6 separate regions of the Mus musculus genome follow, and all the other regions are linked to region 3. The links are chromatin contacts, called in public promoter capture Hi-C maps. All regions are on one chromosome and are shown on one strand. Each heading gives the region's core, a stretch centred on a gene start, on an enhancer-like site or on the middle of the called end of the contact. The rest is flanking DNA. Distances are from core to core; before and after follow the strand shown.

The links. Promoter capture Hi-C pulls out the DNA fragments that hold promoters and counts their contacts. Capture Hi-C pulls out chosen DNA fragments and counts their contacts.
Region 1: a contact with region 3 is called in a promoter capture Hi-C map of hippocampal neurons, with 5 times the contacts expected there. The contact joins the enhancer-like site here to the promoter of Dhx30 in region 3. A contact is called at or near these places in 4 of 39 promoter capture datasets (embryonic stem cells, hippocampal neurons and liver), 1 of 115 datasets of contacts at active chromatin or transcription factors (astrocytes) and 2 of 9 other capture datasets (adipose tissue and liver).
Region 2: a promoter capture Hi-C map of pre-B cells shows a contact between it and region 3. The contact joins the promoter of Pfkfb4 here to the promoter of Dhx30 in region 3. A contact is called at or near these places in 15 of 39 promoter capture datasets (3T3-L1-derived adipocytes, the C10 cell line, the HPC-7 cell line and 9 more), 1 of 484 Hi-C or Micro-C datasets (B cells), 1 of 115 datasets of contacts at active chromatin or transcription factors (large pre-B cells) and 3 of 9 other capture datasets (adipose tissue, liver and macrophages).
Region 4: a contact with region 3 is called in a promoter capture Hi-C map of second pharyngeal arch cranial neural crest. The contact joins the promoter of Trex1 here to the promoter of Dhx30 in region 3. A contact is called at or near these places in 19 of 39 promoter capture datasets (the 3T3-L1 cell line, the C10 cell line, the HPC-7 cell line and 12 more), 2 of 484 Hi-C or Micro-C datasets (granulocyte-monocyte progenitors and hematopoietic stem and progenitor cells), 3 of 115 datasets of contacts at active chromatin or transcription factors (astrocytes, bone marrow-derived dendritic cells and stem cell-derived neural progenitor cells) and 1 of 9 other capture datasets (adipose tissue).
Region 5: a contact with region 3 is called in a promoter capture Hi-C map of liver, with 2.7 times the contacts expected there. The contact joins the promoter of Ccdc51 here to the promoter of Dhx30 in region 3. A contact is called at or near these places in 15 of 39 promoter capture datasets (HPC-7-derived erythroid cells, cranial neural crest, embryonic stem cells and 10 more), 2 of 484 Hi-C or Micro-C datasets (embryonic stem cells and granulocyte-monocyte progenitors), 9 of 115 datasets of contacts at active chromatin or transcription factors (astrocytes, differentiating embryonic stem cells, embryonic forebrain and 5 more) and 1 of 9 other capture datasets (liver).
Region 6: a contact with region 3 is called in a promoter capture Hi-C map of pre-B cells. The contact joins the promoter of Shisa5 here to the promoter of Dhx30 in region 3. A contact is called at or near these places in 5 of 39 promoter capture datasets (cranial neural crest, embryonic stem cells, frontonasal cranial neural crest and 2 more) and 2 of 9 other capture datasets (adipose tissue and liver).

Annotation. Positions count from the first base shown.
Region 1 is chr9:109,008,545-109,011,443 of GRCm38.p6, forward strand. Pfkfb4 (6-phosphofructo-2-kinase/fructose-2,6-biphosphatase 4) reads left to right here. Exons shown (of 14, transcript NM_173019.5): 8 at 1,905-2,112; 9 at 2,614-2,760. Among named protein-coding and RNA genes, the nearest start is that of Pfkfb4, 18 kb to the left of the region's middle. Within about 2 kb of position 1,272, at least 92 of the 459 cell types and tissues checked have an H3K27ac peak or open chromatin away from gene starts, as enhancers often do. A contact at or near this core is called in adipose tissue and hippocampal neurons, where this site is marked.
Region 2 is chr9:108,990,531-108,993,524 of GRCm38.p6, forward strand. It overlaps Pfkfb4 (6-phosphofructo-2-kinase/fructose-2,6-biphosphatase 4), which reads left to right and starts at 1,372. Exons shown (of 14, transcript NM_173019.5): 1 at 1,372-1,582. The coding sequence starts at 1,486.
Region 3 is chr9:110,116,352-110,119,051 of GRCm38.p6, forward strand. Dhx30 (DEAH (Asp-Glu-Ala-His) box polypeptide 30) reads right to left here and starts at 1,265. Exons shown (of 23, transcript NM_001252682.1): 1 at 1,007-1,265. It also overlaps Gm10615.
Region 4 is chr9:109,057,640-109,060,635 of GRCm38.p6, forward strand. Trex1 (three prime repair exonuclease 1) reads right to left here and starts at 1,612. Exons shown (of 2, transcript NM_001012236.1): 1 at 1,550-1,612; 2 at 293-1,289. The coding sequence starts at 1,282. The coding sequence ends at 338. It overlaps Atrip (ATR interacting protein), which reads right to left. Exons shown (of 13, transcript NM_172774.3): 11 at 2,990-2,996; 12 at 2,624-2,873; 13 at 2,108-2,269. The coding sequence ends at 2,202. It overlaps Atrip-trex1 (Atrip-Trex1 readthrough), which reads right to left. Exons shown (of 14, transcript NR_153412.1): 11 at 2,990-2,996; 12 at 2,624-2,873; 13 at 1,550-2,269; 14 at 294-1,289. It overlaps Shisa5 (shisa family member 5), which reads left to right. Exons shown (of 6, transcript NM_025858.3): 6 at 1-153.
Region 5 is chr9:109,080,963-109,083,774 of GRCm38.p6, forward strand. Ccdc51 (coiled-coil domain containing 51) reads left to right here and starts at 1,534. Exons shown (of 4, transcript NM_025689.4): 1 at 1,534-1,605. It overlaps Tma7 (translational machinery associated 7), which reads right to left and starts at 1,419. Exons shown (of 4, transcript NM_183250.2): 1 at 1,365-1,419; 2 at 1,209-1,264; 3 at 1,040-1,127. The coding sequence starts at 1,380.
Region 6 is chr9:109,036,784-109,039,832 of GRCm38.p6, forward strand. Shisa5 (shisa family member 5) reads left to right here and starts at 1,784. Exons shown (of 6, transcript NM_025858.3): 1 at 1,784-1,981. The coding sequence starts at 1,912.

The sequences.
Region 1 (2,899 bases), core at 22-2,521, 1.1 Mb before region 3:
TTCCCTGTGGTGGCTCCGTGTGGTGGTCGCCTAAGGGTGATGGCCTCTCAGGGAAGCACTCCAGAAGGCCGGTGTGGTCTGACCACTTTTGTTTCTTTCCTTGAGGCAGAAGTTGTTGGCTAGAGGTGGCTTACAGAACACTCATTACCTCCTGTGGGACTTTCTCCTGTCTCACTATAAAATCAAACCTAATTTCTATGCAGGAGGCCTTCCCAAAAGGTGTTTGCAAACACTTCATACATTTCTTTCATTCTGCTGTTGGGGAGTGGACAGGAGCTAGCCAGATCTGCCTATGAGCAGCAGTCGATGGCCACTACTTGTCAGGTCCATCTGCCTCCCTCTGGGACAGAATGGCAAGCAGGAGTGCTGAGTGGCCAAGGACCTTCACTTCCAAAGTGGGTGCCCAGCTGAGGGTCTTGTGGCTGGCATCAGCAACATCTCCAGCCAACTGGCCAGATAATGAATGGTTTATTTAGGGTTTGGAACCCTGCTACAGTTACTGACTGTGCCATTGTGCTGCAAAAGAAACTGTAAATAAATGGCCATGGGTGTGTTCCACTAAAACTTGATAGAAAACAGCCTGTGGGCGGCATTTGCGTTGTTGGCAGTACTGTGCCTCTTGGCCTAAGTATAACCAGCAGCAGTGAATGAAGTAAATAGCACTGAGGCCATGGTGAAATCTTAGTCACCATAAACCATAATTATAGAAAGACGTGGGAGCGTGCATTGCACAGTGTTAAGTGAAAGGCTGGGTTATAAATATGTGTTTGGTGTTTATGATTACATAAGAATAGATAATGTATGATCATATATAATGTATAATATATGATCCAAGGAACACAGCAGCTGCTAGAGGGACGGCTTCCGGGTACTCATAGAATGGTGGTGCCTGTGTTGCCCGTGGGCTGACACATCTCCCCTCTGCTGGGCTCTGCAGCCAGACTGGAGCTGAGTGGCCCTTAGGCCTGTCCCTGTGTGGCCTTGTTATTCAACTCCCCCCCCCCCCCCCGCCTCCCCGGCATTGCTTCTTGTCACTCTGCAGGGCTACTGCACGAGAGCCTCACCCTGAACAGCCCCAGTTAGACCTGTCAGCAAACGTTGCTCCCGGGGTTATTGGTAGAGTAAAGGTAATAAGGGTACAGACAGGGAGAACTTGTATGAGAACATCCGGGAACTCTCAGCTGCTTCACCCCCCCGTTCCCAGCACTGCTAAGTCACTGCCTGTCCCCAGCATGGCCAAGTCACAGCCCGATCCCAGCACTGCTAAGTCACAGCCCAGCTTCAGCACTTGCTAAGTCATCCCTCCCCACCGCTGCCAACATATGTGCTCTCTAAGCAGAAGCATCGCCCAGGCGCAAAGTGGAGAGAGAGGCCAGCACTGTCTTCCTGTGCTTCTTGGCCACAGGATGCCTGAGGAGGAGGGGTAGTAGCTCCTTGGCGTATATGTGACCCTGACTGTGTGACTGGAGGCGAGGGTCTCTGGGGGAAAGAAAGCTGCCTAGGAACTTTGGGGAGTGCAGCGCTTGCCAGCGTCTGCCAGGTCAGCCGTAGGAACAGCTGTCTCTGGTTCAGCTTACGGAGCACAGAGGGTGACAGGAAGGGGTCTGGAAACACACACGCAGCAGTAAAATCCTGATATGACTTCACCGACCACTGTTCTAGCTGTCCCCTTTAGCACAATGAGTGTTGACCCCCCACCCCCACAGCACGTGTATGTGTGTCACTGAGGTGTGTCCCAGCTGCCTCACCCCCTGCCACTCTCACACCAGCTGCCGGTCCTGTGTGTTGTGATCCCAGATCCAGTGGGCAGAGTCGCAGGCTTTTCAGCTAGTTCCTGTGGCTGCCGGTGTGCTTCCAAGGGCCTGGCCACCCTCACAGGCGCTCTCTACCTTCTCTCTGGCAAGGGATCTGTCCTACATCAAGATCATGGACGTGGGCCAGAGCTATGTGGTGAACCGTGTTGCTGATCACATCCAGAGTCGCATCGTTTATTACCTCATGAACATCCATGTGACACCCCGCTCCATCTACCTCTGCCGGCATGGGGAGAGCGAGCTAAACCTCAAGGGCCGGATTGGTGGGGATCCTGGACTGTCCCCCCGGGGCCGGGAGGTCAGTGTGTGTGTGTGTGTGATGCACATGGGCATGCATCGGTGCATCGGTACCTTCAGGTAGAGGGATGGATATGTGAATATGTGTGTAGGGGCTGCTATAGCCAATGTGCAGTTGAGGCAGAGAGTCATTATCCGGTGTAGAACGTGGGAAAGGGGATGAGGTGCTGAGCAAACGCACATGAACATTCTCCAGGCAGAGGCCATTCCCCTTAGAGCAGCCCGAGCCCCAACTGAACAGCTATGGCCTTGACATGGTTCAGGGGGATATCGAGGACTCATAGAAGAGGTTACATGGCCTTGGGGCAGTTGATCAACAAATCTGGGGTTGCTCCTGGGGTCTGGGGAGAAGGCACAGAACTTGGATGTGTACACCATTGGGAAGTTAGTGTGACTTTTTAAAAACTAAACCCACTTCCTGGGTTTGGTCAGGACCCTGTGGGGCCTATGCTTGAGGCAGCCCAGGACCTGTGGGGCTGAGTGTGCTGTAAATGTGTTCCAGTTTTCCAAGCATCTGGCCCAGTTCATCAGTGACCAGAACATTAAGGATCTGAAGGTCTGGACGAGCCAGATGAAGAGGACGATCCAGACAGCCGAGGCGCTGAGCGTCCCTTATGAGCAGTGGAAGGTCCTCAACGAGATCGATGCGGTAACTACGGTCCCTTCCTCCCCTACCTGCCTCCTAGGCACTGTCCTCAGGGCCAGGGAGATCTGCCTGCCCTAATTTGTGCTCAGTATGGTCTGGAGAATAATGTAGGGTAGTCATACTTTTGAGCTTTTTTTGGGTT
Region 2 (2,994 bases), core at 122-2,621, 1.1 Mb before region 3:
ATATACAGTTTGGAGAGGCGGGGCTGAGCAGAAAGAAGAGGCCTGAGCTTTCTGGAGACTGGTGGGGGTCAAACGCAGAAGAGTGACTTCCGAACACCACCCCTCACTGGCCTCTAAGGGGTCATGTTCACTGGGGGTCGCCCAGCTGGAGAATTCGTTCATATGGTACCACTTTAGCCCTTAAGCCTGAGCTGCCAGCCCTGGCCCTGGGCCCTTGTCCCAGTACATTTTCAAAGGCAGAGAGGGAGGTAATATAATGAATGAGAACGCCCACATGTTTTTAAACAGATTTCTGAGGCTGACACATTTAATCTGTACCACAGTCTTGTAAAATTGATGACGTCTGCATCTCATTTTCCTGATGAAGAGACAGAAGCTCGTTAAAAAAAAAATTCATTATTAAAACACTAATTGGGGCTGGGGTTAGCTTACTTAGCATACACAAAGCCTTAGGTTCTCTAGGTTCGATTCCCTGCATAAACTCTGTGGAAACACTGGAGCTTGGAAGGTGAAAGCAAGATGAGCAGAAGTTCAAGGTTATCCTCAGCTACACATTAAGTTCCAGGACAGCCTGGCAACATGAAACCAGCCCTTCTTCTCCCCCCCAAAAGAAAGAAAAACCAAACAGCAATAAAATTATAATTGGTAAAATATAAATCCTGGGAAGAAAATCAGAATACTGCTTAGTGAGACCCCAAACAGCTTGTTCATATATTTCAGAGATTTAGCCTAAATTCCCCAGCAGCCAGGCCAAAACATGGTCGATTTTGAGATGTATTCTGTGTTTATGTCCCTAAGAGAAGGGAACTTTTTCTGTGTGGTTGAACAAGTTGTTCTTGTGGACCCGGGAAGTTTCAAGGCTAAAAGCAACCGAGGAGGAACGAAGAAGGTCCAGGAGGGCGCAGCGGTGGTTGACTTCCAGGGCAGCAAGTCAGTCATTAGAGCCATTCAGGGACAAGTGCCACGCTGGTCCAGACTATCCGGCTCTGAGGATCACGCAGGCCTGCTCAGCTTCTCCGTACCCTTCTCAGTAGGCGACTGTGAGGTCACATTTCTCAAGGGAGTAAGAGGCCACACAAGCTTTGGGGCAGGGCTGCAGCACCCTGGGCGGGACCATGAGTGGGGCCTATGCATATAAGAACAATCTGGTTGAGTACAGTAAACTTCACATCCGGGGCGGGGTCTGCATAATCCGGGTGTCAAAGGTAGCTAGTATTGAGCATGCGCGTTATCAACTCTGGTTTGACGGATGGGGCGTGCTTAGTCCAAAAGAAGCTATAGTAAAATTGGGCATGCGTAGTCGTAGGCCAGTGCCTCTTTAGTTTGGGTGGAGCCTATTAGTTCTGGGGCGGGCCTGCGAGAAGATTGACAAGAGTTGGAGCCGCTAGAGGGTGGGCGGGGCCGGAGGGGCGGGACCTCGGGTGGCCCGAGGTGGCCCGGTTGCTGGGTGAGTAGCAGCGCAGTCCGATTCATCCCAGCCCAGGGATGGCGTCTCCACGGGAACTGACCCAGAATCCCCTGAAGAAGATCTGGATGCCGTACAGCAATGGCAGGCCCGCTCTGCACGCCAGCCAGCGTGGTGGTAAGACCGGGGTCCTAAAGGAGAGAGAGAAGGTGAACCCTGATGGGTGGGTAGACGGCCTAGACGAGGGTCTCGAGTGAAAAGGCAGGAGACTGGTAGAGAAGCAGGCACCGGTGAGGCTATTGTAACTGGTGGGCGGAGTCGGGGACAGGTGAGAGGCTGAGAACAGGTGAGCGGGAGTGACCGTGGTACCGTGACAGTGGCCCGCAGAAGTGTGGTGAAGCAGGAGTGGGGACAGATGTGAGGGGACATCTCAGTCTGTTGGAGACTGGGTCTGACCCAGTGGATAGGCACCGACCCGAGCTGTTTCCAGTGCCTGTGTATAGAAGAGGACTTCGTTTGTGGCCGTGGCTCTTTACTCTCTCCTGGCCACAGAGTGGGCTAGCGGGAAGTCTGGCTGGAAACTGAGTTGTGTAGCTCCAGACAAGGCAGTTGGCTTCTTTGAGCTGAGAACTTTTGAAAGCCTAGCCATGGGCTAGTTAGTAGTCCTCAGGTACCCCTTGGTTTTAATGCCAAAGTTTTAGAGGAACTTTGGGGGAGTACAGTTGTCAAGATTTGGACAGTGGGAACGGCACACCATATGGACCTATATCTGTGCCCCTGGATGTGGAAGCACCCACTTGAGTTCACTGTTAAATAACTGCACAGGAGAGTCAAACATCAAAGAACTATGCTGGAATTTGTGAATTGCGAAGTGACTTACCTCTTCTGGGATCCTGAGTGTTCTCATCTACTTCCTTGGCTTTTCTGTTTGTTCTTGAACGAGTCTGTAATTTTTTATTGACAGGGAAAAGAAAAAAATTGTTTTATAAGTAACTCAAATATTGTAATGAATTTGCAGCTTGGCAAAGACCTCAGAGAACATCTCGTACAACTGGTGGCGCAGATATGGAAATGGAGATCAGGCTGTTGTGTGATGTGCCAGGGTCTCCGTGCATTCCTAAAGGCTGCTGTGTGTGATAAGGGAGGGGAGGGTCCTCTACGCTTCTGTGGCCAAGGCCAGCCTGAGGCCACGACTTTGACCATTACCATAATGAGAGGGGTTGGGAGTGGGGAAGGCGTGTGTTATATGATCATGACTTGGGTCCTCCTAGAATGGCAGTAGTTCAGAAGCAGACTGTGTTCCTGTGGGTGGTGGCTCTGACCACAGTATGGGTACTGGTGGAGCCATAGCTGTGCAGACAGACACATTCTGAGTCCTCAGGGGCTGTGGATTTAGCCTGGCCAGCTTCCAAAAGGAAGAATTAATCAGAAGCTCCTTGCCAGTCTATTAGGACAGCCGTCCAGACCAGAGGGTGGCTGCCCCCGTTACAGAAGGGCAGGGACCTGGACTTTGGGGACAGTAACGCTCAAGCCACATCCTGGACCAGCTGTGTGATCTTGGACAAGGAGCCAACCCTTAGACCTCAGCC
Region 3 (2,700 bases), core at 15-2,514:
ATATATAATAAAATCAGGAAAGAGTTCTCCTGCCTGGAAATGTCAGACTCTGAGATTTAAGTATAAATTATAAGATGTAGTCAAGAGGTGCATGGCACATGGCGCTGGGGTCACTGCATTCCAAGAAACCGTTGCAAGGAAAATCATTAGAAAAGGTGTAATTTTACTCTGGCCAGTAGGTTGCATCCAAAAACAAGTTGAGACCTTGCAGCTGGACGGCAGCAGTTTATTTGCTACCATGCATGGCGAACACCCATGAACTGGGGGTTGTAAGGTGAACAGTCTCTGCATTGGAAAGCCGCAATTAAAAGACCAATATTGCTTACACAAGGACTATCTAGAAAGCACATAGACGCTGTACTCTTGGCTTGAGGATTCTGAAGACCCCTGGGAACTCCACTTCACTGCAAACAAAGGACCCACCATGCATTAGGTCTTCCCCTGCAAAATGGGACAAGTCACTACCAGCAAACAAAGAACACCTCACCCCTTAGCCTCCCCCACTGACAAGGTCGGTGCAAAAGGAGGCAAACCAGAAGAGTCAAAAATGCACCAAGGCCTCCCTTTAGAGGAACGGTCCTGACCCGCACAGTGGGAGGAGGGGCAGACAAAGGTCTCGGGCACTCCGGAGACTTCCTCCGGGCCCAGCCTGGGGAAAACCGAGCATCCCCTGAGGCGAAGGCGTCGTCGAGCCAATGAAGCCGCCTCTCTCGGCCTCCGCTGAGCCCCTGGCAGTGAGGCCCGCCCCGGCGGACCGGTCTGGCCCCCGCCCCGCCCCGGCTCCATGGCAACGGCAGGCCGAGGCCTGGCTGCCCACGGCTCGGCCCGGCCGGCTTCCCGGGCAGGCCTAGGATGCCCGGCCTGCTCCTCGGGCTCGCCAGCTCCTCCTTCCCACTCTCTGCCAGGCCGCTAGCCGGACTCGGGACCCCTCCTCGCGCCGACCACCCCCGACCGTGTCAGGCTGCTTCAAGGGGCGCGAAAGGGTAGAATAAAAAGCCCAATTCACCTGTTGTTACAGATGTGAAACAAGCCTCGGTGCACGGCGCATGAGCCGCGGGCCCCCCCAACTACGGCCGGACTACAACTCCCACCAGCGACGGCGCGGTCTCTTCCGGGTCCCGAGGCGGAAGTCCCACCTGCGGCCCCGGCTCTGTTCGGCCTGGCTCTCTGTGCGGGCTGCCGCTGCCTTGGGGCTCGCGATGGGTTCGGCTGCCTAGGTTGTCTCTAGTGTTCCTCAGCCCACAGCGCGAGACAGTCAGTCTGCGCCTGCACCCGGGCACTGGCTGGAGGGAGCGCGGCTGTAGCCCCAGACACAGGCGGGACTTCCGGCGGAGCGGCCGGGGACGCGCGTGGCCTGTGCCGTGGGAGCCGGCGAGAGCCGGCGGGAGCTGGGGACGGGTGACCATCTCAGGCTCATCTCTCCATCCCCAGCCGCAGCTCTGTGTCCGTCGCGCCTTTTCTCTCCTGCGTCTCCCCTTGGTCTTCTGCACTTTTAGGGAGGTGAGCGATTTTGCCTCACAGAGACATAAACCAGGCAAAGGACAGGGTAGCGCTTGCTGCTGGCTTCGGGGGGTTGTGGTGAGGGACGACTGCGAGTCTAGGCCACATCGACACTCAGGAGCGAGGGGAGGGGGTTTGCCTGTTTGTCCTCTGAACAGAGTGAAGCATGGGTTCAATGAAATCCGCCGTCGATAAAGGAAACTCAGTGGCGTTGGGCAGTAGTTCACAGCTGGGAAGACAATATTTGAGGATGTGCCCTTTCGTGATATTTGGAGAACTAATACAATAGCTCGTAATTTAAAACAGACGAAGAAAATTCTATGTGCATGTGTGTGGTACCAAGTGACATGGCATCAGATCCTTGGAAGCTGGAGTTACAGGCTGTTGTCGGCCAGCTGTTATCTTAGGTTTTTTATTGCTGAGGTAAAAATACCACTTCTCACCTTATAGGTGACAACCTGCCACTGAGTAATGTCATATCAGGAATGGAAACAAAAGACATGGAGGAACCCTTGCTTACTGCCTCATGGCTGATACAACAGCCCCAGAATTTACTATCTCCCCAGGGGAGGCACCCTCCCAAAACCTCCACCCTGCCTAAAAGCCAGATTGGTGGGGGCAGTTTCTCAATTGTGGTTCTCTCTACCCAAATGACTATAGCTTGTGTCAAATCAACCAAAACACACACAACAACAAAACTACTAATCAGGCAAGTGTTCATAACCACTGAACCATATCTCCAGTCCGTTTTCCTATGCTATTTTTTGTGCAGCCATTTAAATGTATTGTTAGCTGTGTGCCACAGCACAGGTGACTTCAGCTGGTCCGAAGCTGGAGCAAGACAACTGGGAATTAGAAGCCAACCAGGATTGCATAGCAAGAAATGCTTCTAAACCTAGCATTCTGGAGACAGAGACATGCAGATCTCTGATCTGAAGAGTTCCAGGCCAGTCAGCGCAACATAGACCCTGTTTCAAATGAAGACGGAAAGAAAAGGAAGGAAGGAAAGTATACTAGTTGCTATTTTCCTGCTAGATTGCACAGAAGGCTAGGAGAAATGAAGGAGGTGAAACAAAGAATTGCTTCTTGAAAACAAAACATAGAAATCCCTGCAGTGCCCAACATGTTTGGTACATACTTGGAATCCCTATAGAAACAGGATCTTCAAGGCAAGCTTCATATAGACCAGTTTGAGTTATC
Region 4 (2,996 bases), core at 362-2,861, 1.1 Mb before region 3:
GGCTGTTTTAGCTTTGTGTTGATTGGTGTTTCTGAGCATTCAGACTCCGCACCCTCATTTCTAATAAATGCAACATTGGACCCGCTTCCCCTTTCTTCAGCGCCTAGGCAGCTGGCCTTGGCTCTACACCAAAAACTATTTCTGTCTACTTCTTGAACTTGTTTCTTCCCTCTGTTAATTAGCCTAACAGGTTTGATTGTCCTGCTAAGAGAGCAGGAGAGAGGGACTGTACCTCATCCCTAGGGCCTGAGCATGGCCAGAGGCCCAGGCTGAGAAGCAGAGGCGGCAAGCAGTCAGTGCTATGGAAGTCTTTATTCATCATATTTCCCCTCTTGACTTACTGCCCAGGTGAGGCCAGGAAGAGTCCATACAGAGTGGCTATTGCCAAGGTCAGGAGGGTCAGCAGGCTCAGTGGGGCCAGCAGCCCCTCCTGTGATGGGGCTTCTGGGACCTTCTCTGGAGGAGGACTCTTAGGTCGCCTGCTCCTGCCATTGCTGGGACTTCCATTGGCTGTGGCCAGGGGTGTAGTAGCTGTGGCAGCATGTGGCCTTAGGTTGGTTGTTCCAGTGGTAGCCGGAGTGCCGTACATGGGCTTGACGGTGCTAAAGGGCCGGGCATGTTCGTCCACCCACTGCAGTAGGGCCTGTGGCTTCCACTGACAGATGCTGAGCAGGGTTAGAACATCACCTTCAGCAGTATGTGAGTCTGTCGGTGCTTGCCAGTACAGGCGGGTGTAGATGCTGCCCAGGCTGTAGCTTTTCCTCGAACCATTCCCTGAGGGGCTGCTAGCTTGTTCCAAGGCCTTTAGGGCAGCGATGCTGTCCACACAGAAGGTACCATCTAGGGGACTGGGAGTGCTCAGCCTAGCAAGCTCTGTCTGGAGCAGAGGAAAGTCATAGCGGTCACCGTTGTGTGCCACAAGGCAGCAAGGCTGTGGCTGGCGCTGCAGGAAGGCTCGGAGCAGGATGGCCAGGTTGTCATCGAAGCGTTGACGCCCCTGTACTTCCAGCTCAGCTTTGCTCAGACCTGTGATCTCACTGGCCCCAGGGCTACAGGCTTTCCCTGGAGCAATGCACAGAGAGAGCTTGTCCACCACACGGGGCGGTCTGGGCACTGGAGGTGGATGTCCCTGAGAAATGGAAGTGTTCTCCAGAGCACGTCTGTGGACAGCCAGCAGGCACAGCTCTGTGACTTCGGGCCGAGACGAAGGCAGGCCAGTGGCTTCCAGGTCTAAGAAGATGAGGGTCTGCATGTGACCATGGGGCAGGGTCTGTGAGCCCATGCTGAACCTGGGGAGGAGATGGGGTAATGAGTAGCAGCAGGAAGGTCTCAAGTGGGCTGAGGTGGGGTGCAGAAAGGCAGCTCAGCCCTTCCCTTCAGCAGGTACTATCCAGGGCCACTAGAAGCTGGAGGGCAGGGTTGTTCTAGTGGGATGGATCCACTACTTATTTGCCTTTTGAGGGAGGCCCTTCCCCTAGTGCTGACTACCTTCAGGGTGAGGGAACCCTATTCTCTTCTGCCTTACCCCATACCCTTACTCCACACTTACCGAGAAGCAGGCAGCAAGGCACTCCGCTGGGTCTGCTGCTGGCAGCAGTGTGGCTGAGGAAGTAAAACTGCCTGGGTCCACCCATAGGCCTGCCTCCTGAACAGGGCCCGCCCTGCTGTTAGCCTGCCAGGCCTGGCCCTCGTGCTGACGCTCCTCCCTCCCTCCCCAAGCACCCCAAAGGCCTTCCTAGATCCATATCTGTGATCCTGCTGGCTGGTAAAATGGACTACTGCCCCAACACTGACAACTCAAACTGGGTTGTCTCTAGGATTCAAATGTGCCCGTGAGCCTCTGCCTTTTCTTGTCTTTCCCCCAGTCCTTGATCCAGGCCTTCCTAAAAAGGGCTGCCTCCTTGGCCACAAACGTACCCCTGCCCCCACCACGGCCCCCGCCCAAAGCTATGACTCAGGGTAATTCCCGAAGAGGGGCAGGGTTTTTCCTCAGGGCAGATCAGTTACCATGGGGGCCATCTCAACTCCAGCAGGAGTCATCTCATCAATTCTTGGTCTGCCCTGTCCCTCCCTCTCAGCCACACAAATCGGACTCAGGAAACAAAGCTTGTGTTCTCAGCAGGAAGTGCAGTTTTAATCAGTGGATATGGCAAAGACGGCGGTGGGAGCTGGCGCCACCTTGTGGCTGGATGCTCAGGCCCTCAGTTACAGTCCATCTCAGAGTCTTCCAAATCAGTCTCCGCAGCACAGAGGTCATCCAGGGCAGCCTCTGAGCCAAAAGGAAGAGGGGTCTGAGGTTAACTCGACAGCGTGGGGGCTTGGAGGCCCCCATGCTCCCTAGCGTCACAGGAACCAACCAGTCCCTTCTATGCACAGGCTTTGCTCCCTCAGCGACTGTGAGCAAAAGTGACACAAAGGCAATTCGGACAGATCTTTGTGGAAAACCATGGCTCAGCGAGGCCAATTCAATAGACACCATCAAATGGGAACCTGTCATACTCAAAGACCCAGAGCAGGAAGGTAATACCCATGTGCCAGGAATGGCTCTGGAGGCAAGGGGAGACTCATGGAAAGGAGTCTGACAGAGGCACACGAAGGCTAGGACAGTGTCGTGCTAGCTTACCTTCACAGTCAGTCACATCAGGAAGGGCTCGAATCAGCATGCTGACCCCTGGCATCACCTGGTCGTACTGATGCAGGACCTCGACACAGTGCACAGTGAAGAGCTTGTCCTTCTGAGATAGGCTATGCAGCAGCAGCACAGTGTCCCGCAGACAGCGTATCGTCTGCTTCTGCTGGTGGGTCCTTGGACCTCCTGCCCGCCGCACCGTCAGCCATTGCCTGTGCAACATCACAGTGAGCGCTCTGACTGCCTAGGGTGAGAGGGCACAGCCTGAGGTCCAGAGACTTACTCACCTCACCACTTCAAGATCAACAGGATTGCTCTTAACTAACTGAGCATCCATGATGCTGGTCTCTGGCCACTCACCTCTACA
Region 5 (2,812 bases), core at 284-2,783, 1.0 Mb before region 3:
ATAGTGCTTTTACAATGCACACAAAGTCAGGCTGGTTGCACAGACTCTAATCTTGGCTATCTAGGTGAAGGCAGGAGAATCTAAAATTCAAGGCCAGCCTCAGAAACTTTTTTTTGGCAGGGTTTCTCTGTGTAGCCCTGGCTGTCCTCGAACTCAGAAATCCCCCTGCCTCTGCCTCCCAAGTGCTGGGATTAAAGATGTGAGCCACCACTGCCCAAATGGTAGAGAACTTGTCTATCAATTTAAAAAACAACAACAAAGGTTAGAGAGATGGCTCAGCATTTAAGAGTACTGGCTGCTCTTCCAGGGGATCTGGGTTCAATTCCCAGTTCACAACTGTCTGTAACTACAGTCCCAGGAGACCTTTGTCTGGTCTTCCAGGGCACTGCACACACATGGTACACAGATATGCATGCATAAAAAACACCTATATGCTTAAATACAAAAATTAAAACTTTTCTTAATGAGATATTAGGACTCCTGGACCTGTGATTCACTCTCAAGAGAAAAAATCGTGGGCAAGGCACAGAGAGAGCATGGAGCGTAGGCTACAGCTCAAGAGGGAGGGTTTGCTTTGCACAAATGAGTGTGCTCCCCAGCATAGCCACAAAACAAAATAGTACCCAGAGCGAAATACATGCTAAGGAGCCTGGACTTTTATCCTCTAGTCTAGATAGCACGACTCAGTATCATTACTGATAACACGACCAGCAAGTAAAAAAAGTCCTATGTTCTAAGGTTAACAACCTATAAAGTGAATTGCTAGTTTGTAACCAGAAACAGGAGGATACTCAGAAACTTAGCTATATGTGTCTGTGCGGCGTACATGTTGGTGTTTCCACTTCTGTAGCTTCTCCATGAACTGGAAGCCCATGACTGTCTTGAGAGGCAACGTTTCCACTCCCGCCCTCTTCGAACTGCACAAACCCAAGGCAGGGGGCTTGGCCAGAGTGTACACCAGACCCAGTAGTTCACCAACGACCCCCGGAACAGACCTGTCCTGCCCTAGTATACCTACAATAGCTCGATCTTCACTTACCCAGGGGGCCCTTCCCGGCGGCCTTGGCTTTTAGCTCTTCGAGTTTCTTCTGTTCCTCCTTTTGTTTCTGCTTGAAAGCCTTATCTTCCTGCAGAGAGGCAAAGCAGGTTCACTCCAGTCCAGTCGCCCATACCCTCAGCGCCCGCCCGGCCTCCGCTCCCGTCCTCACCTCGTCCATCTCCTTGGCCTGCTTCTTGGGCTGTTTCAGGGGCTTCTTTTTGCCACCTGTGGGCGACACGAGCATGCTCGGCCCATCCCCGCCATCGATCGCCCTCCCATGGTTCCCCATCCATCCGTCCCACCCCCGATCTCCAAATAGCCTTACCTTCCCGGCCCGACATGGCGCCTCCAGCCCCTTCACCAGCCCCTGATCGTATGCCGGAAACAGGACTTACAGCCTTCGCTTATGCCGCACCTATGCGTGGCCCCTGATTGGCTGCTAGGCAGGAAGTCACCCTCACGTATTTTAAAGGATGCCTTCAGGGGCGGGTGCTGACCGGTCAGGGGTCAATTGAGTGGCAGACGCGGGGCTTTCTGCTGGAGCCTAATAGGCTTAGGCAATTCAGGTACGGGGCGGAAGGCTCCTTCTGCCTGGGTTTATCCGAAACCGTGGGAGTGGGGGATGGTGTCTGCCTATAAAGCTTGTAATCCGGCACAGAAAGAAAGCATTGCAGGTGGAGGGGAGGGTACATGCAAGTGCCTTTCCGGAACCGAGGAAAGCTCAAGTGGCGGGCACGAGATGGGATAGGAGATGGCAGAAGTGGGTAGTGGCCAATTATCACCCAGTCCTCAGCTTCAGAAGCCGCGGGAAAAAGTTCGGACTTATTGAAACAATGAGTGCAAGTGTTTGCAAATTCTTTCTTCTAGTTCGTTTTTTTGAGTATGTACTTTGTATAGATACATTGTATTCTGGACTGAGGCTTGAGGAACGCTGACATTGTAGCAAGACAAACCTACCGCAGAGCAAATAAGTAAAATACGCATCACACCTTATGTGACCTGTGTGGGGAGGAAAAAAAAAAAAAGCAGAGAAAGTGGTTAAGGAATGCTCCCTTGGTGGGATGTCATTTTTGCTAGGGTAGTTAAAAAAGACTTCTCCAGGGGCTCTCTGAGCAGGACTTTAGGAAGGCCAGGGAGACAACTGTGAACAGGGAAGAGCTAGGCAGTGCCAAGGCCCTGAGTGGAAGACGGCCTTGTGTGTTCCAGTCCTTCATATGATTGGAAGGAGTGAGAAAGCAGTCGAAAATGGAGAGACAATGAGAGTCAGATCCCCTGAAGCTGTGGAGAAGGCGTTGACTTTTGCCCTGAAGAAACTGCGGGACTGTTGAAGGCTGTTGAGATGGAATGGAGATGAGTGAGGGGTAGTCCAGCCATGGCATGCTAGCCAGCGAGACCACTTTGTATACCTGACAGAGATGGGGGTTGGGGAGACTCCTAGGCTTAGAAAGTCAGCAGGATTTTGCTAATAGATTGGATTTGAGTTAGGAGAGAAAACAAGAGGGATTAATTAGGGTGATGTGAGTTTGTCAGCCTAGCATTTGTACCTGAGTTCCCATTAACCACAGTAGCAGGAAAGATGGATTACTATTACGTTTCAAGCAGTGATACAGTTAGATAATATAAAATCCTGAAGAGATGCTTCAGCTGAAGAAGTGACGGAGGGGTGTGTGTGTGTGTGTGTGTGTGTGTGTGTGTGTGTTTGCTTGCTTGAATGAATGTGTGCAATAAAGGCTTGAACCTAGGGCCTCACTCATGTTAGGTAAGTGCTGTATA
Region 6 (3,049 bases), core at 534-3,033, 1.1 Mb before region 3:
ACCCAGAAGACGTTCCAACTGGTAATAAGAACACATCCTCCACTATGTTCATAGCAGCCTTTTTATAATAGCCAGAAGCTGTAAAGAACCCAGATGTCCCTCAACAGAGGAATGGATACAGAAAATGTGGTACATTTACACAATGGAGTACTACTCGGCTATTAAAAACAATGAATTTATGAAATTCTTGGACAAATGGATGTATCTGGAGGATATCATCCTTAGTGAGGTAACCCAATCACAAAAGAAGCCATTAGGTATGCACTCACTGATAAGTGGATATTAGCCCAGAAACATAGAACACCCAAGCTACAATTTGCAAAACACAAGAAAATCAAGAAGAGGGAAGACCAATGAATGGGTAGATACTTCATTCCTCCTTAGACTAGGGAACAAAATACCCATGAAAGGAGTTACAGAGACAAAGTTTGGAGCTAAGATGAAAGGATGGACTATTCAGAGACTACCCCACCTGGGGATCCATCCCATAATCAGCCACCAAACCCAGACACTATTGCATATGCCAGAAAGATTTTGCTGAAGGGACCCTGTTATAGCTGTCTCGTATGAGGCTATGCCAGTGCCTGGCAAATACAGAAGTGGATGCTCACAGTCATCTATAAGATGGAACACAGGGCCCCCAATGGAGAAGCTAGAGAAAACACCCAAGGAGCTGAAGGGGTCTGCAACCCTATAGGTGGAACAACAATATGAACTAACCAGTACCCCCAGAGCTCGTATCTTTAGCTGCATATGTAGCAGAAGATGGCCTAGTCGGCCATCACTGGGAAGAGAGTCCCCTTGGTATTGCAAACTTTATATACCCCAGTATAGGGGAATGCCAGGGCCAAGAAGCAGGAGTTGGTGGGTAGGGGAGCAGGGCGGGGGGAGGGTATAGGGAACTTTTGGGATAGCATTTGAAATGCATATAAAGAAAATATCTAATAAAAAATTAAAAAAAAAGATTTTGCTGATATGACCCTGATATAGCTGTCTCTTGTGAGGCTATGCCAGTGCCTGGCCAATACAGAAGTGGATGCTCACAGTCTATTGGATAGAACACAGGACCCCCAATAAAGGAGCTAGAGAAAGTACCCAAAGGAGCTAAAGGGGTCTGCAACCCTATAGGAGGAACAATATAAACTAACCAGTACTCCTGGGCAGTGCAAGTTCACATTCCTCCGTTCCCTGGCCTTGTTAGGAACTTTGTCCCACATTGAGGGGAAGGGGCAGCCTGTGTGTACCCTAGGAGCTGTTAGTTCTTAACTCAGGATTGGATCCCTGAGCCAGGGTGAGCAGTTACCTGGAGGTGGTCTTGGTCACTGGGGAGTGACATTCCTCAGACTGAGGTCCTGGAAATCTGCTAAAAGGGACTTGACTTTGTTGAGCACCATTCCCTGCTTCAAGCAGCGGGATCCTCCTCCGGTGAATCTGTGTGAGGCTCCAAGGAGCCAGCAAGAAAATCGCAGCTTCCCTGAGGGCAAATTGGAGGCGCGCACCAGCTGTACACTGCTGGCGCTCAAGTGTTAGGATAACGTTGCCACAGAGATCCTTTTCTAGCACCTAAGTCAGCTGCAAGGGGGGGGGGTCTTTCCGCAAAAGTATGCAGTGAGCAGAGGGCAACTTGGATGCACCAGCCCCTTCCTCCTGCATCTGGGAAACCTGTCTCAAATTTTCGTGGACCGGTGCTGGAGGGACTCCCATGGCCAGGCTGGGAGGGGCGGCCGCTTCCCTTCTCTTCCCTCCCACTTCTTCCCCCTCCCTCCCACCTCCTCCCCTCTCGGGCGGGGGTTCCGGAAACCGGCCGGGGCGGGGCAAGGAGGCTAGGGCCGCGCTGGTCGCGGAGGTTGCGGCGGCACCGTGGTCTTGGGCTTGGTCCGTCTGTTCGTCCGTCCGTTGGTCTGTCCCGCCATGGCTGCGCCGGCGCCCTCTCTGTGGACCCTATTGCTGCTGCTGTTGCTGCTGCCGCCGCCTCCGGGTGGTGAGCCTGGGAGGAGGGGGCGGTGTGTGCTCCCTAGGGACCGGGTCGGGTCAGACACTTCCCCTAGCTGTCTCTGGAATGAGCCAGACAGGACCAGCCTTGGAGTGCTTCGACTTGACTCCCTGAAAACCAGGGGGGCGTCTGCGAACCCCACCACTGACTTCATCTTGTCACCTCTTCCCTCCTGAGCTGATACTGACTACCTTTGTTGTGTCCTTCACGGTGTGAAGGCCCTACCTGTTCCAGGGGCTGGAGCAAGACTCCCGCCTGGGGTTAGCTTCAGGCTCAAAGACAGCCTGGCCCTTCCAGCAAAGACTTTCCCTCTCAGCTTGTTTCCTGGCTGGGAGCCCCGCCGCCTGTTGCCTCTACAGCCCTGTGTTCCAGGAGAAGCTGGGCCCTAAGGCTGGCTTGGGGAGGAGACACCTCTTTCCCTTTTCATCATTAGAGGGATGACTCACTTGGGCTTGGGAGGGCAGGCTGGGGGCCTATTCGGGTGTGTATTGGAACAGTCCCCTGCCGGTCATGGGAAACTGATTCTGTTGTGATGGGTGGCTTCCTGGAGGAAAAGGGCTGTTTCCTGAGGGCTGACATGAATTTGGAAATGAGAACAGAGTCAGCCCATCCCCCGAGTGAGGCTCTGGGAGAGCGGGACAACTCAGACTATAGAGAGTTTCGTTCTGTGTCTGGAGGGTCTCAGCCTTGAAGACCCACTGGTGTGGACATCAGTAGATGCCACCTGTCTTTAATCTCAACACTCCAAAGGCAGAGGCAGGAGGATCTCTGTGAATTTGAGGCCAGTCTGGTCTAGGCTGTGAGTTTCCAGGTGAACTAGGGCTATATAGTGAGACCCTACCCTAAAAAGAAAGCAAGAAGTCTCACTGGTGTGGGCTGTTCAGCCTCCGAATCGCAGCCTGGCTCACTTTCATGTGGTGAGTTGGCTAAGCCTGCAGTGGTCAGATAGACCCATTTCATAGCAAGGTTTGGCCCAAAACAACAAAACTGTAGCCCTCTTTACCTCCAAGTTAACTTTTCACAGCCTGTCATAGCACCTCTTCCCCTGGGCCTCAT